Linked DNA regions of Mus musculus: all the other regions are linked to region 3. Evidence: chromatin contacts called from public HiCAR-type and promoter capture Hi-C data. All regions are on one chromosome and are shown on one strand. The core of a region is the stretch at or near the end of the contact, and the rest is flanking DNA. Distances in the headings are between cores, read along the strand shown. Region 1 holds the start of Ndufb2 (NADH:ubiquinone oxidoreductase subunit B2). Region 2 holds the start of Dgki (diacylglycerol kinase, iota). Region 3 holds the start of Ubn2 (ubinuclein 2). Region 4 holds the start of Mrps33 (mitochondrial ribosomal protein S33).

The links. Promoter capture Hi-C pulls out the DNA fragments that hold promoters and counts their contacts. HiCAR-type assays count read pairs that join an accessible place to other places. Capture Hi-C pulls out chosen DNA fragments and counts their contacts.
Region 1: a contact with region 3 is called in a promoter capture Hi-C map of liver, with 2.9 times the contacts expected there. The contact joins the promoter of Ndufb2 here to the promoter of Ubn2 in region 3. A contact is called at or near these places in 1 of 39 promoter capture datasets (hippocampal neurons), 2 of 484 Hi-C or Micro-C datasets (CD4 T cells and rod photoreceptor) and 1 of 9 other capture datasets (liver).
Region 2: a HiCAR-type map of astrocytes shows a contact between it and region 3, with 2.6 times the contacts expected there. The contact joins the promoter of Dgki here to the promoter of Ubn2 in region 3. A contact is called at or near these places in 1 of 39 promoter capture datasets (hippocampal neurons) and 1 of 115 datasets of contacts at active chromatin or transcription factors (astrocytes).
Region 4: a promoter capture Hi-C map of pre-B cells shows a contact between it and region 3, with 4 times the contacts expected there. The contact joins the promoter of Mrps33 here to the promoter of Ubn2 in region 3. A contact is called at or near these places in 1 of 39 promoter capture datasets (pre-B cells) and 1 of 115 datasets of contacts at active chromatin or transcription factors (pancreatic cancer cells).

Annotation. Positions count from the first base shown.
Region 1 is chr6:39,591,114-39,594,575 of GRCm38.p6, reverse strand. It overlaps Ndufb2 (NADH:ubiquinone oxidoreductase subunit B2), which reads right to left and starts at 2,011. Exons shown (of 4, transcript NM_001358797.1): 1 at 1,864-2,011. The coding sequence starts at 1,961.
Region 2 is chr6:37,298,616-37,302,008 of GRCm38.p6, reverse strand. It overlaps Dgki (diacylglycerol kinase, iota), which reads left to right and starts at 2,033. Exons shown (of 34, transcript NM_001081206.2): 1 at 2,033-2,446. The coding sequence starts at 2,061.
Region 3 is chr6:38,432,470-38,435,591 of GRCm38.p6, reverse strand. Ubn2 (ubinuclein 2) reads right to left here and starts at 1,667. Exons shown (of 17, transcript NM_177185.4): 1 at 994-1,667. The coding sequence starts at 1,419.
Region 4 is chr6:39,809,452-39,812,833 of GRCm38.p6, reverse strand. Mrps33 (mitochondrial ribosomal protein S33) reads left to right here and starts at 1,898. Exons shown (of 3, transcript NM_010270.2): 1 at 1,898-1,970.

The sequences.
Region 1 (3,462 bases), core at 762-3,261, 1.2 Mb before region 3:
AGTCCTTTATAGACAGGATCTCCCTGTGTAGGCCAGGCTGGCCTCAAACTCCTGGTCCTCTGACAAGGCCTCCCCACAGCATGTTCACCTGTTCCTTTTAGCCATTCTGTCAGCTGTCATTGCTTCACAACTTAAAGAACATAGCAGAGCCGCTTCTGTAATTCCCTTGTTTGCCAACTGTATTTAACAGTTATTACCCAAGATCTACCTGTGCAGCCAGACCATAGTGGCACACACCTTTAATCCCAGGACTCTGGAAGCAGAGGCAGGCAGATCTCTGCGAGTTTGAAGACAGCCTGATCTACAAAGTGAGCTCCAGGGTAGTCAGGGGTACACAGAGAAACCCTGTCCCCAAAAGGGGTGGGGGGAGGAAAGGAGGAAGGCAAAATCTCAATAAACACTTGTGTGTCATGCTTCAGCCAGACTAAGTGCACTGTGGCAATCTAGATACCCTGAGGGGTCTCCCAATTAAAATAAACATGATGCTAAAATGAAATAAATAAAAGGTCCTTTTTCAAGTATCAGTAACTGGGGGGCTGGTGAGATGGCTCAGTGGGTAAGAGCACCCGACTGCTCTTCCGAAGGTCCAGAGTTCAAATCCCAGCAACCACATGGTGGCTCACAACCATCCGTACACGAGATCTGACTCCCTCTTCTGAAGTGTCTGAAGACAGCTACAATGTACTTTCATATAATAAATAAATAAATCTTAAAAAAAAAAAAAAAAGTATCAGTAACTGAGCACAAATGCCTGGGAAGCCAGTACTGAAGCTGGCATTCACAGGGATCCCACTCTGACGACTCAGAGACCCAAGACAAGTGGTCTATCATTAGACTCCTGAATCAAGCTGTAGCCCCATAATGAAAGGGCGAAAAGTAATAATAAATCAACGAGAAGGAAACTGAAACTTAGTTACCAGAAGCCAAACTTCAGGTAAGTTTCCACCTGAACTATTGCTGGGTTGGACCTTTTGTGGCCCAAAAACCCAAACCAAGGGCTGGGAACTTAGATGAATAGTGGAACCCTTCTTCCCCCGTTGGAGGTAAGGGAAATCCAAGCTAAGTAGTGAAACTGGACGGGAAGCATCCCCAAAACGGTATGAAGATCTTAAAAGAAATCTCGGTGGACAAAACCTGCCAGGTTATATGCGAGCGAGAGAGAGACAGAGACAGAGAGACAGAGACAGACAGAGACTGAGAGACAGATCAATACAACAAAATAAAGCTATAAGTATTACAAATCTCGGGTGGAGAGAAGGCAAAATGAGTAAGACACAGCATCCAATCTAGGATTTAAAGTGCCAAATCTAAACACTGACTTGGGGGCGCACGCCTTTAATCCCAGCACTCCGAAAGCAGAGACAGGAGGATCACTAATGAGTTCCAGGTCAGTCGAGGCTACACAGTGAGGCTCAAAAAAAGTGCCAAATTTTAATCGTAAAAATGTACCTAATGGTGAAAAGAACAGACTATACTACCTTACTGACTCAAGGTCTCCGTGTCTGCCCTGCCTGGACCCGTCTTGTCTCTGAGCCCATCTCCACCCGTCTCCATGCGCTCGGGACCTCCACTAGCCAGCTGCTTGGAAGGCTCAGTCCGGGAGACTGTGCGGGACTGGATTCTTATCACTCGGGTCTTAGTTAACGCCTCTCTCCCGCAACCCTGCGCCATCCCTTCACCTCTAGCCCACCAAGCCGACTAAAAGGCCAGTCTCGGTCCAGGCAAAACTACAAGACCCAGCATGCCTCGGGCGGCAGCGGAGTTTCACGCACCCTCCCGGGCGACTGCTTCAAGGTGACAGCGTCCGGATGGCAGCGCTGCCTGTTCAAGCCGGCCGAACCCTCGCCCCCGCCCGACACTCACTGACGGACTCCACTGTCTCCAGCCGCCCGCGCGCGGCAGCCCCGGAGCAGGCGGCCTCCGACGCGGCCGAAAGGTACCAGACGGGTGAGCGCAGACATACTAGCAAGACTGCAGTTCCCACCCCTGATGCGTCACTTCCCCGAGTCCCGGCCCGTGACGTCACTGCGTCGCACTGCGTCTCTACCCGGGCTGATGGTAGGCCACAGGGGACAAGTTCAAGCCATTGGCGGACCTTAGAGGCTCCAGGTTAACGGGCAGATAGGTCGTCCTTCAGGAGGAGCCCTGGCTGCCTCGTGGCACAGCCTGGCAAGGTGCTCTTGGCTGACCTTACTGCTGCTCCCTGCTTTGGCTCATATAGACGGTGCTTTCATGCATGTTCTTGCCACTGTGGGCCCTTGTTAAAGGCCTAAGCCCTTTCTGAACCACGCAATGTTTATTTTATAACATCGCAATGTTTATTTTATAGCATCGTTGTTTCAGCATTGTTCTGAATGACTAATCAGCCAGGGTGTTAAATTTCAGAACCTGGACTGGTGGCACGGGAATCACCTGAGGAACCCAACCCGGCACACTCGGAATAAGTCGGCCAGGAACATGGGGGAAAGTTCCTAACGCCTCGAGCCTTAGCCAATTCGAGGTTTTTTGGCATTTCCTCTTGTTATTAATGTAATAAGCAAGCAGAAAAATAAGGACATGAGGGCAGTCCAGTTAAGATGCAACACCAAGATGGCAACAAATCGAGACCTGACTTCAGCCGTAGAAATGTACTCGCAGTGGGAGCTGTAACACAAATAGATGCACGTAGACGCGCAGATGCGCTCAGTCTCCGGCCATTAGTGGGGAGGGAATATGAATTTTCAAGCTCATCCTCATAAAACAAGACATACATATCTGTTCCGAGTTACTAGGTCTATAGGATAGCCTACTGTCATCTTTCCAGAAAAACTAATTTTTTCACTCACTTCAGATTTCCTTCAAGAAACAAAGGCTCCACTGGCTATTAAAATAGTCCGCCTTCCTCGGCCTGCTTTTTTCTCTCAGTATTGCCTCTGTTGAAATCTGGATAGACTCCAAACCTAAGACTACTCCTAACCCCAAGAGGTTGTGAGAAACGGACTTTTTTCTATAAACAGTAGCTAGCACACCAACAGTCAATACTCTAATAATCTCCACCTTGTAAAATTATTCAAGTATTTTAATCATCTGGAAAACCTGTTTACACAAAGGCCTTCCATTCTGACGACAAGAGCTATGGACCCCTTCCTTCCCTCCTTCCTTTGCATCTATTAGGAACTATCCAACCATGGCAGAGTCTGAGGTCGCACTCTACCAATAGGATGAGACACAGTCATCACCTGTATTAGAATAACAACTGAACTTCCCGCCCTAGTGTGCTTGCAAGGCCACTGTAAGTTATGGCACATTTTACCAAAAGAAAAATTAATAATAATAATAATAATATGTTGCTTTGCAGGATTACTTTCGCTATGATCTAGTGGGTAGGGGTGTGTGTGATACCAAGAATATTGATTCCAACAAGGTCTTCCCTGGTACATTATGGTTTGGGTTGGTTGATTTGAAGAACATGCAGTTTTAGGT
Region 2 (3,393 bases), core at 784-3,283, 1.1 Mb after region 3:
AATATAACCGCCAACACACACTTGGGAGAGACTGACAAGAAACAGTTACTGTAGTCCAAGCCTAGCCTGGTGGGAGTCTGCTGATGCACACTCAACACATTCTGGAAGAGCCCTCAATGGAGGCTTCCCAACGAGACAGATCTGTAGACTAAGATCTAATGAAGGTGAAGGAGACAGCCTGGTGGATATTGGAGACAGATGAGGAGACCAGCACGCTCCAGTGGACAAGAATGAGGATAGGCAGAGTAGAGGGTAGATGAGATATGCACATAAGTCAGCCCTGAATGCGAGGGGGAAGTGGGCATGTCCTCATCCATGCACTCGGACGACCTCGAGAGATCAACTACCGACCACAAGGACAAAGCGAACTTGAGCCTAAGAGCGCTACTCCATTAGCAATATTTAAAAAGTGGAACGGTGACATGACAGAATGGTTTGGGAAGGTATGGCTACTGAGGAAGGTGATCCAGGAATTCAGGGCTGTTGGTATTTAATCTAGATGTTTGTGGATTTTGCTGTAAAAGCAGCTGAGGCTCCCCTCTGAAGAGGGTGTACACTGCCCCAGAATGATTAACCTCCTCCACTAACTAGCCTGGGTGTGAAGAAAGTCACTTGAAAGATGTTAGGGAAATCCAGATGTGTGTGTGTGTGTGTGTGTGTGTGTGTGTGTGTGTGTGTGTGTGTGTGTGTGTGTATGTGTGTGTGTATGCATGTATGTGTGTGTATGCATGTATGTGTGTGTATGTGTGTATGTGTGTGTGTGTGTGTGTGTGTGTGTGTGTGTGTGTGTAGTGCTGATCCCCAACAGGTAGTCTTTTTCCCTTTCTCCCTGAAAAAGTCCCTGCCCTGTCTTATATAATGTACATGTGAGGGGAACTGCACACCGTGAGAGCTGGGCGAGGCTTGAGATTCCTTTGCTCAACCTCCTAATTTTAGGGCAAAAGAAGGCCATCTTTACTAGCACATACATCTACATAGGTAGTTTGGTTACTTGCACTTACTGTTGAGCATAGATCTTTCTCGCGTTTCCTGACAGCAGAGATTTCCTGGGTGAAAAACATCTAATTTAGAAAATGATCTGTCTTAAACACTTCGTTGCCCATCGTTCAAACCGCACAGATTTCAATAGTCTTAGAAACAAAAAACTGAGAGAGCAGACATTACATTCCTCCAGCGCATTAGGTTTCAGCCTTGGTGTCTGAACCGGTAGAAGCCCCTTCCTGGGCTAGCTCCTCCTGTCCTCTTCTTGTGAACCCTTAGCATAGGAACCCACAGCACGAGGCGCTCGGGTCCCCACTTCTGCTCTCAGCCTTCTGCTTCACCGAGGATCCTGTGATCCGATTCAATCTAATTAACAGCTGTTTAGGGAGCATCTTTAAGCTTTTAGAAGGCACCAAGCAAGGATCTAGGCGCGGGCGTTCATGGGTGAAGATGTCCCGACCGACCCTCTCCTTGAGAAGAAGAAGCGGGAGCTTAAATCTAGCCCCTTCCATAATTCACATGGTTAAAAAATTCCTCCCAAGGTTCCTCCAGATACACCCCACCACCCCGGCCTCCAAAGGTCCCCCACGTCTGGAGGTTACTGCTTGGCGCCAGCTCTGATGCTGCAAGAAGGTGACGGACAAAATGCTGCCTCGGGCATCTGTCATCAGTGGACTGGACTGAGATGTGCCCAGCAGCTCATCAGTGCTGAGTAGCTCCTGGGTCCGGGTCCGCTTCCCTTGTGCGCTAACCAGGGCGCGGCAACCCGGCTTGCCTCCAAGTTTCCCTGGGCACTCTCCTTTCTTGATGACCAGTGTTTGTCCCCAGCGTCCTAAGCCCCGCGGCTCCCACCCTTTCCCTCTCTCCTCCACTGCGATCCATTGCCTGCAGGCAGAGTTCAAGTTCAGTCCCGGCTTTTGCTCTGGATTTAGAAAAAGGAGAAGGGGTGGGAGAATTGGAGGGAGCCGGCTGGTCGGGCGAGGCCGAGGGGAGGCGGAGAGAGGTGGCCTCTGATTGGTTGGGGAGGGGGAGTGGAGGCACGGAGTTTCCCACAATGCCCCGGTGCGGTGCAGCCGCGGATGGATGCTGCGGGAAGGGGCTGCCATTTGCTGCCCCTGCCAGCGGCGCGCGGACCTGCCCGCGCTCCCGCCGCCTCCAGCGCCCTCAGCCCGACCGGCCTCTGCAGCGGCACCACCTCGGCTTCTTTCGCGGCCGCCGGAGCGGTCGCCATGAACCCCAGCTCCTCGGCGGGAGAGGAGAGAGGGGCGACGGGTGGCAGCAGCAGCAGCGGAAGCGGCGCCGGGAGCTGCTGCCTGGGCGCCGAGGGCGGCGCGGACCCGCGGGGTGCAGGGGCAGCGGCTGCTGCTGCCTTGGAGGAGCCCGCGGCCGCCGGACAGAAAGAGAAGGAAGAGGCGCTGGAGGAGAAGCTGAGGGACTTAACTTTCCGGAAGCAGGTCTCTTACAGGTAGGCGCGGGAGCTAGCGAGACAGGTGCCGCCCAGGGCGGGGGACACTTGCTCTAGCTCCAGAGAGGCACTTCTGTAGAGTTGGGGTTCAGTCTCTCTCTCTCTCTCTCTCTCTCTCTCTCTCTCTCTCTCTCTCTCTCTCTCTCTCTTCAACCTTCGTACCTCCGTGGTTTTGCTTCTATGTATGTCTGTCTATCTGTCTCTCTCTCCTGGGGATATGTTGTTCTCATCCTCTAATTCTGGGTTGAAGAGAAGAAGTGGGGTGCCCCAGCTTCTTCTCCCTGTAACACCCAGGGAGGGGTGCACTTGTAACAGAAGAGAACACTAAGGTCAGAACAAGATCAAAACCACATCTGTGAGTGTATGGGGTGCAAACCCAGACATGCCCAGTTAGAAGAGTTGCCAAAGTTGTCCCTAGGCTAGTGTCATCTCCACACTCCCCCATCCTTGCCGAGTTCACTGGGTGAGCCTTGGGCACTAACCGGATCGCTGAGATCTGTTCTGACAGGCAGCAAAGAATAAGCCATACAGAACAGAAATCCTTATGGGACGTTCTTGTCTGTTAAAGACTAGTGAGCTATGGGTCTCTTCTTGTAGGTATGTAAGTATGTCAGTGGGTGTTGGTGTTACATGCCTGTGTGTTCTCTCCCTCTCTCAGTGTGGACAGCCTACTCCCAGGCTTACCTCCCCCCAACCCCCTGCCCCCACCCCACCCCCACCCCCCGTCCCAGTGCTGGTGAGAAGAGATCACACTGGCACCTGAGGCTGGATGTGTCTTTGACACTAGGACAGTGTACGGTGAACGTCCACCCAATTACGCTTTATGAAGCCCCAATTGTGTGAGGATCCAAACCAAAGGGAAGATTTCATAGGTTCCTTACACTGCTCTCCCATTCCCAGGCACGAGAGACGGCGCCGAGACCACCCTCACTGGTGATTTTTAAAAG
Region 3 (3,122 bases), core at 418-2,917:
AGCATAGTCGCTAAACAAGAGAGCAATGTCTGTCTCCTGCCTCTGTCTCTCTCTCTCCCATCTCCCCTTCCTAAAGATCACCAGCCCACAACAATAAAAATTACAATCACCGACAAACCGCTGTCCTAATCCCATTGTTCACCGGTTCCCTCAAAAGCATACCGATGTATTTTCCTAAGTTTTTTTTTTTTTGATCCAAAGCGAATGTTTTTTTTTTTTTTTTTTTTTTCCGTCATTCTCCAGAAATCCACAACGGACAAAATGCTCCCAATTCGAACTAATGAGAGCCACTCAAATAATATGACTGGGCAGCCACCGGGTAAGACAAGAGACCTTTCCATTCAAAGACAATGTGCACAAACTCAACACACACACACACACACACACACACACACAAAGCTAACAATATTTACCAACACAAGTGCAACCACATTACGAATCCACTTTTTCATTCCTAACGTGGAATCATTAGTTTCTGAAAATGTTTAATTTCTCTTAAATCCCCTTCAATCAAGGAAAATAAACCACCCGGCCACGAGCCCATCTCAGCAGCCCTGGCGCACGGTACAGCTGGGTTGAGGAAGGATGAGGATGAGCCGAGAAGGGGTCACACAATCTCTCCGCTTCAGACCGGGGGGCGTGTCCCCCAAGGTTTTTTTTTCGCTTCCCTTCTACCGGAACGACAGATGGAAGTGCCACAAGAAGCTAGCCGCACGGCTCACAGGGCCTCGGGATTTGGTGTGGGGAACAGAAAGGAAAAGGAGGAAAAAGCTGAGGTTTCGAAAGGTGCACAGGAAAACCGGCTCGGCGCGGTGTGGTGGGGGCAGCATCGGCCACCCAGGAGGGCCGAGCCGCGCAGCTCCCGCCCCGTCTAGCTGCCCGGCCCCCGCCACCCCACCCCCGGGGCGAGCGAAGTGCAGAGCAGCCCGGGCAGGCGGCGGGTCCGGAGGCGCCCGGGCTGTGGGGCGGCCGGGAGGGAGGGACCCTCTGTACCCGTTGTTCTCCGCACAGCAGCAGCTCCGGGTAGCTGAACTCCACGCAGCTTTCGTCCGTGGGGTCCTTGAGCACCAGCTCCAGGCGAACCGTCTCCTTCGGCGGTCGCGGCGGCGGCTCCGCCCGGGAAGCCGACTCCCGCGGAGGGGGAGTCTGCAGGGGCAGCGGCGGCGGCGGCGGCTCGGGCCGCGGGGGCTCGCGCTGCAGCGCCATGGGCGGCTCGGCGCGGCTGACCTCGCGCTGGGGGAGCGGCTTGTCGCGCGCCGGGGGCTGCGCGTCAGCGCGGGGGGCCGGCTCCGCCCGGGCCGGCTCGCGGTACGGCTGCGGCTCCAGTCGGGGGGGCTCGCGCTCGGCGCCCGCGAAGTCGGCCTCGCGTCGCCTCACCGGTGACAGGCTAATGAACGCGACTCTGCGCGGCTCCGCCATCCCCACTGTTCTGGCCCTCGGCGCTCGCTCGAGCCGGCTCTCGCCTCGACGCCGCACGGCGCGCCTGCCCGCCTCTCCTTCTGCTCTCCGTCACTTTTCTTCCCTCCAGCACCCTCAGCTGTCCCCGCGGACGCCACCGTGAGTGCGGACCGGGTCCCCGTCCCCGCTACTACGTTCTGATGGGCTCCACCGCCATCGCCAGGGTCGCCGCAGCCGCCATGTTGGATCCCCCACATAAATAGAAGCAGGCCGCTGAGCGGGCGCATGCGCACACTCGAGACGCTCGCGTCCACAGTCGTGGCTGTTGCTCAGTTTTCCCCTTTTCCTCTCAACAGTCTGGAGGCCAGACAGCTCGGCGGAAGTGACGTCACAGACAGGCCTGTCTCCGTGGCAACGGGGACGCTCTCTGCTTTGCTTTCAAAGGAGGGGTTTGGGGTTCCCTGAGTGATTTCCTCCTCTCGCCCGGAAACCGAGGCACGCTCGCCGATCCCTTAGGGTGAGCGTCGCGATGTGCCTGGGACCGACACAGTCATGGCGCCGGGTCCCGCCCGACGTTGGCCTCTGGCTCTCGGCGCTGGGGAACAGGGTTGTCAGCTGAGGATTCCAGGCGGACCCAGGGCAGGGGTGAGGGGCTCGCGGCCCGGCGCCGGGCCCGCCGGTCTGTTGTCCCGTCACCTGAGGTGTCCAGGGTAGAAAGGCGAAAACTAAACTCTCCTCAGACCCCTCCCGAAAGCGCTACGCTGCCTCCCACACCGCTGCCTCCCACACCTCTTCCTAGCCGCTTTGCGCATGGCGGTGAGACGTTCAGTGACGCGCCTCAGTTGGGAAATTGAACTGGCAAAGGAACAGTTCTTGAAGACTTGAACGTCTTGGCAGCCTTTGGTGTTATTTTAGGGGACATGCTCCCGGGGGAAGAAAATTCACGGCTCATCTTTGAGTGGGAAGGAGCGTTGCTTAGGCTTCGTTGGAGCATCGTGGGAAACGAACTGGAATTCAGATTTTAACGGACGAGAATTACTAGCCCTTTTCATCTATTCAATAGAAAGGGAATTGAAAGACTCCCTTGCCGCATCCTCAAGGAAACCCAAGCTTGTTAATTGCATCAACTATATTAGATGTTGAAGAGCTGAGTCAAAGAGTCGTCACAGACGTTTTTAATATTTGCTCTTCTATTCCTTTCCAAAGGTGTACCAAATGGTGATGGAATGTTCAACCCAAAAGATTGTGCTAGCTCTAAGCCAGGTGTAGAGATGTATCCCTTTAGTGTCAGGAAGATACAGGCTGTTACATTTCAACATGGTCCACATAGACAACTGCAGGTCAGCTAACACTTCTTTTTTTTTTTTTTTTTTTTTTTTTTTGGTTTTTTGAGACAGGGTTACTCTGTGTAGCCCTGGCTGTCCTGGAACTCACTCTGTAGACCAGGCTGGCCTCTGCCTACCGAGTGCTGGGATTAAAGGCATGCGCCACCACGCCCGGCCAGCTAACACTTCTTAATGGAAGTGGGTGCACTCTGGAGCCAGGCGGATCTCTATGAGTTCAAGGCCAGCCTGGTCTATTTAGTGACTTCTAAGACAGCCAGACCTACATAGTGAGACCCTGTCTGGAAAAAAAAAAAAAAAAAAAACTGGCAGCAGCAACAAGAAAAAAAAAAGAGGAAGATGATGAATTTCTTCCTTACAATGCTGCAATATTTTCTTGAC
Region 4 (3,382 bases), core at 649-3,148, 1.4 Mb before region 3:
TCTTCATGTTTATAAAACATTGGTTTAAAAACAACCCAAACCTCCAGAAACAGAAAACACAAGTGAAAGTTCTCCAAGGACTGTTGCCGCCTAGGACACTGGGGTAGGTGGCTGTAGTTATGCATAGGACTTTAACAGCCTTGGTGTAAATGTTAATAAGATTGCATACTATAATGTGAGTTGATAACATATTAAAACTTGGCAAACACAAATTCTATAGGAGCAAAGACAATGTCAATTGAATGCCCTCCTCTAGATATAGAACTTGCTGCTGACTTGCCTCAATTCTAAAATCTATTTTACTGTATTTATGTAAGACTTTGATTAATGCTCAGAAAATAAGCACTCGTTTCTCAATCGACCTACCAAGCACTCAATAGGCACTGTATAGTAATCCCTATAAAAGGTGGCTCTATTGAAAGCAGATTTTGCAAGGAGCGAAATACTGATAGTGTTTCTGTTGTCAGTGAAAGGCTTGCCGAGGAGACATGCCTTTTTTATGAGAGGCGGTCTCTCAGCTCTTGTTTTTTCAAGGAAGAAATTCAGAGGAGACACACAGTGTAAGCAGTTTATCTAACAAAGCAAGCGAAGATTTCAAGGAGTGAGCTGTTCCAAAGAGAAGGGCAAGAGCACAGTAGATTCCCCGTCGTATTTTTTTTTTAATTCTTACATTTATAAAGTGGGTGTCATAGTGATAGAGTAGGGCGAGCCTTTTTCTTTCCTAAGTCACGGTGGGTCAGATCACTTTTGAAGGATATTTCTTCTCAGGATCCTCTAGAAAAGCTTATCCTGGCCAAGCCCACAATGAAAATAATATCGTAATGAAGTCATGGTCTCTGCAGGATGCTGACCCTTCACTGGTGCACACGTAGGCAAATACCCCGGTACCTTAGTTGTTGATGCGGTATGAGCAACCTATCTTCATTCCCAAGGACAGTCAACGGTAAAGGGCACTCTGACCCGCAGCTGACACAGCTGCGCAGATAAAGCTGCAGTTTTCTTGGCCCACATATCTGATTTCTTTTGAGATTGCTCAAGATCTCATGATTGATCTCATACTGTCCGTTACGATATTTTCTTGCTCCACAATTAAGACATCTTGCTTTTAAAAAACAATTGAGAGTTTATCATAAAAGTTTGAGTCTGGGATTGACGGCCCAGGTGTGTACCTTTAATCCCAGCACTCAGGAGGCAGAGGCAGATGGGTCTCTGAGTTTGAGGCCAGCCTGGTCTACACGGTGAGTTCCAAGACAGCCAATGCTACATAGAGAAACCCTGTCTCAACAAACAAAACAAAACAAAAAAAGAAAAGAAAAGAAAAAGGCTGGGGACAGAGTTTTACACTAGCTTATCCAAATGTACAAAGAGAAGCAGAACTTAGGCTATCTTCCAAAACACAATTTCTCTGTGTTACTGCTCCTGTCTATCTCCTATCCAAGAGTTCTATCCCTGTACCCCGAAAAGAGAACCACAGCTCAACTCCTTGATTGATAGGAACCCAACACGGTCAGAAAGACTCTGAGCTAGCATCAAGTATCTTTGGAACGCAAAGAGCATAAGCTCTAATGAAAAGAAAAATGAAACGTGAAGACAAAGGAAAAATACTGCATTTCATTCTATTATCACAGAGCAAGGAGCTTCAGCGAGGAGGGACTCAGCTCTGGCTATTCTCGACAAAATGATGCGTGTGGTCCCTCTAGAACCTTCCTGGATAGCCAAGGCTCCCCCACTCTCAGAACCACACCCACACAACCCGGCTTTCCTCGCGGGCGGAGGCCCTGGGCTCAGAGCGAGCGCGGCCGCTAGGTGTCGCCCGAGGTCCCGCCCCCAGGGAGTGAGAGTAGTTCCGGGTTGTCCGCCGACTCCGCTCTAGCCATCAAGCTTCCGCCTCTCTCCTGCTCTCTGGAGCTGGGAAGCAAGTAAAGGGGGGCGGGCCTTCCGGGGACGCGCGTGCGCGAGGTCAGGAGCAGGTAAGGCAAGCGGAGCGCTGGGGTCACAGCAGAGGGCGGCGGCGGTGCGGGCGGACCCGGGTCCCTAACCTGGTGGAATTGCCAGATCCAGTCGAGTCAGTTAGGGGCCTTCCTGGAGCTTCCACGTGTACCCCACAAACACCCGAGGCTTTCCCCTTATCCTGTGGGGAACTGAACAAACCAAAAACGCACTTCCTTTCTCCTAGTGAGCCCGCCCTCGCACTCAGTTTTGTGTGGGATGCGCCGGCGATATTTGTTGATTGTTATTTAAAATGCAGTTTAGATGATGCTTGGGAAAATGAATGACTCTACTACAGCTTCCAGCGCCGGAGGAGTGCGCGAATCAGACAGCGGAGAGTATGAGTTGTGCATGCTGAACAAAAAAAAAAAAATAAAGTTATCTGTTCGGAGGGGTTCATGCCCTGTGACCCAGTAAAATAATTGGTACCAGTTTTTAAATGCTCTGAGCACGTTGCTTCTCAGTAACAACTCGTATGCATTCCTTGGGTCGTGATTAGGCAGGCACTATGCCTTCAGCTTTCCTTGTCAGTCGAAACTCAAATAATAAGGTAAATTGTACTCCTGATGTTGATAATTGACCTACACTTATACCCACACAAGTGTACCTGCAAGCATTTTAAATAAATAGATCCATGAGAAAGATAAACTTATCTTTTTATGCCAAAAGGGGAAAAAAGAGTTCTGAATTTTCAGATGTGGGCTTTATGTGTTTTGCTTGACATATTTAAGTAATTTGGTTTTGCTTCTCATTTTCAACGGTTATTTTCACCTGTATTTTTCTTTCATTCACATTTAAAGAAACATGATATTTCAAAGGAACTAATTTGTGAGGCTGAAGAGATGGCTCAGTAGTTAATAGAGCATATTGCTCTTGCAGGATCCAGGTTGAGTTTCTAGTCAGATAACTCACAACCACGTATAACACCATTATAGGGCAGAGGTTCTCAACCTGTGAGTCACATATCAGATATCCTGCATATCAGATATTTACATTACAATTCATAAATTCATAACAATAGCAGAACTGCAGTTATGAAGTAGAAATGAAATAATTTTATGGTAGAGGGGTCAGCACGACATAAGGAACTGTATTAAAGGAACGCCGCATTAGGAAGATTGAGAACTACTGGTCTAGGGGAACCCTCTCCATCTTGCCTCCCTGGGAACATAGTCACACAGACCCACCCACAAATAACTTTTGTTTGTTTGTTTTTAATTTTTACCCTATTGTGTAACTCCTAGGATAATTTTATGTGAATTGAAATCTAATTGGCATGTAAATCATTTGACTTAATGTTATATAATTTAAAAGGTTATATTCTTTCATAAAATTGAAATCCTTTAGGAAAGCATACTGAAATCTCAAAACGTCCTAAATTTTTAAATAGCCC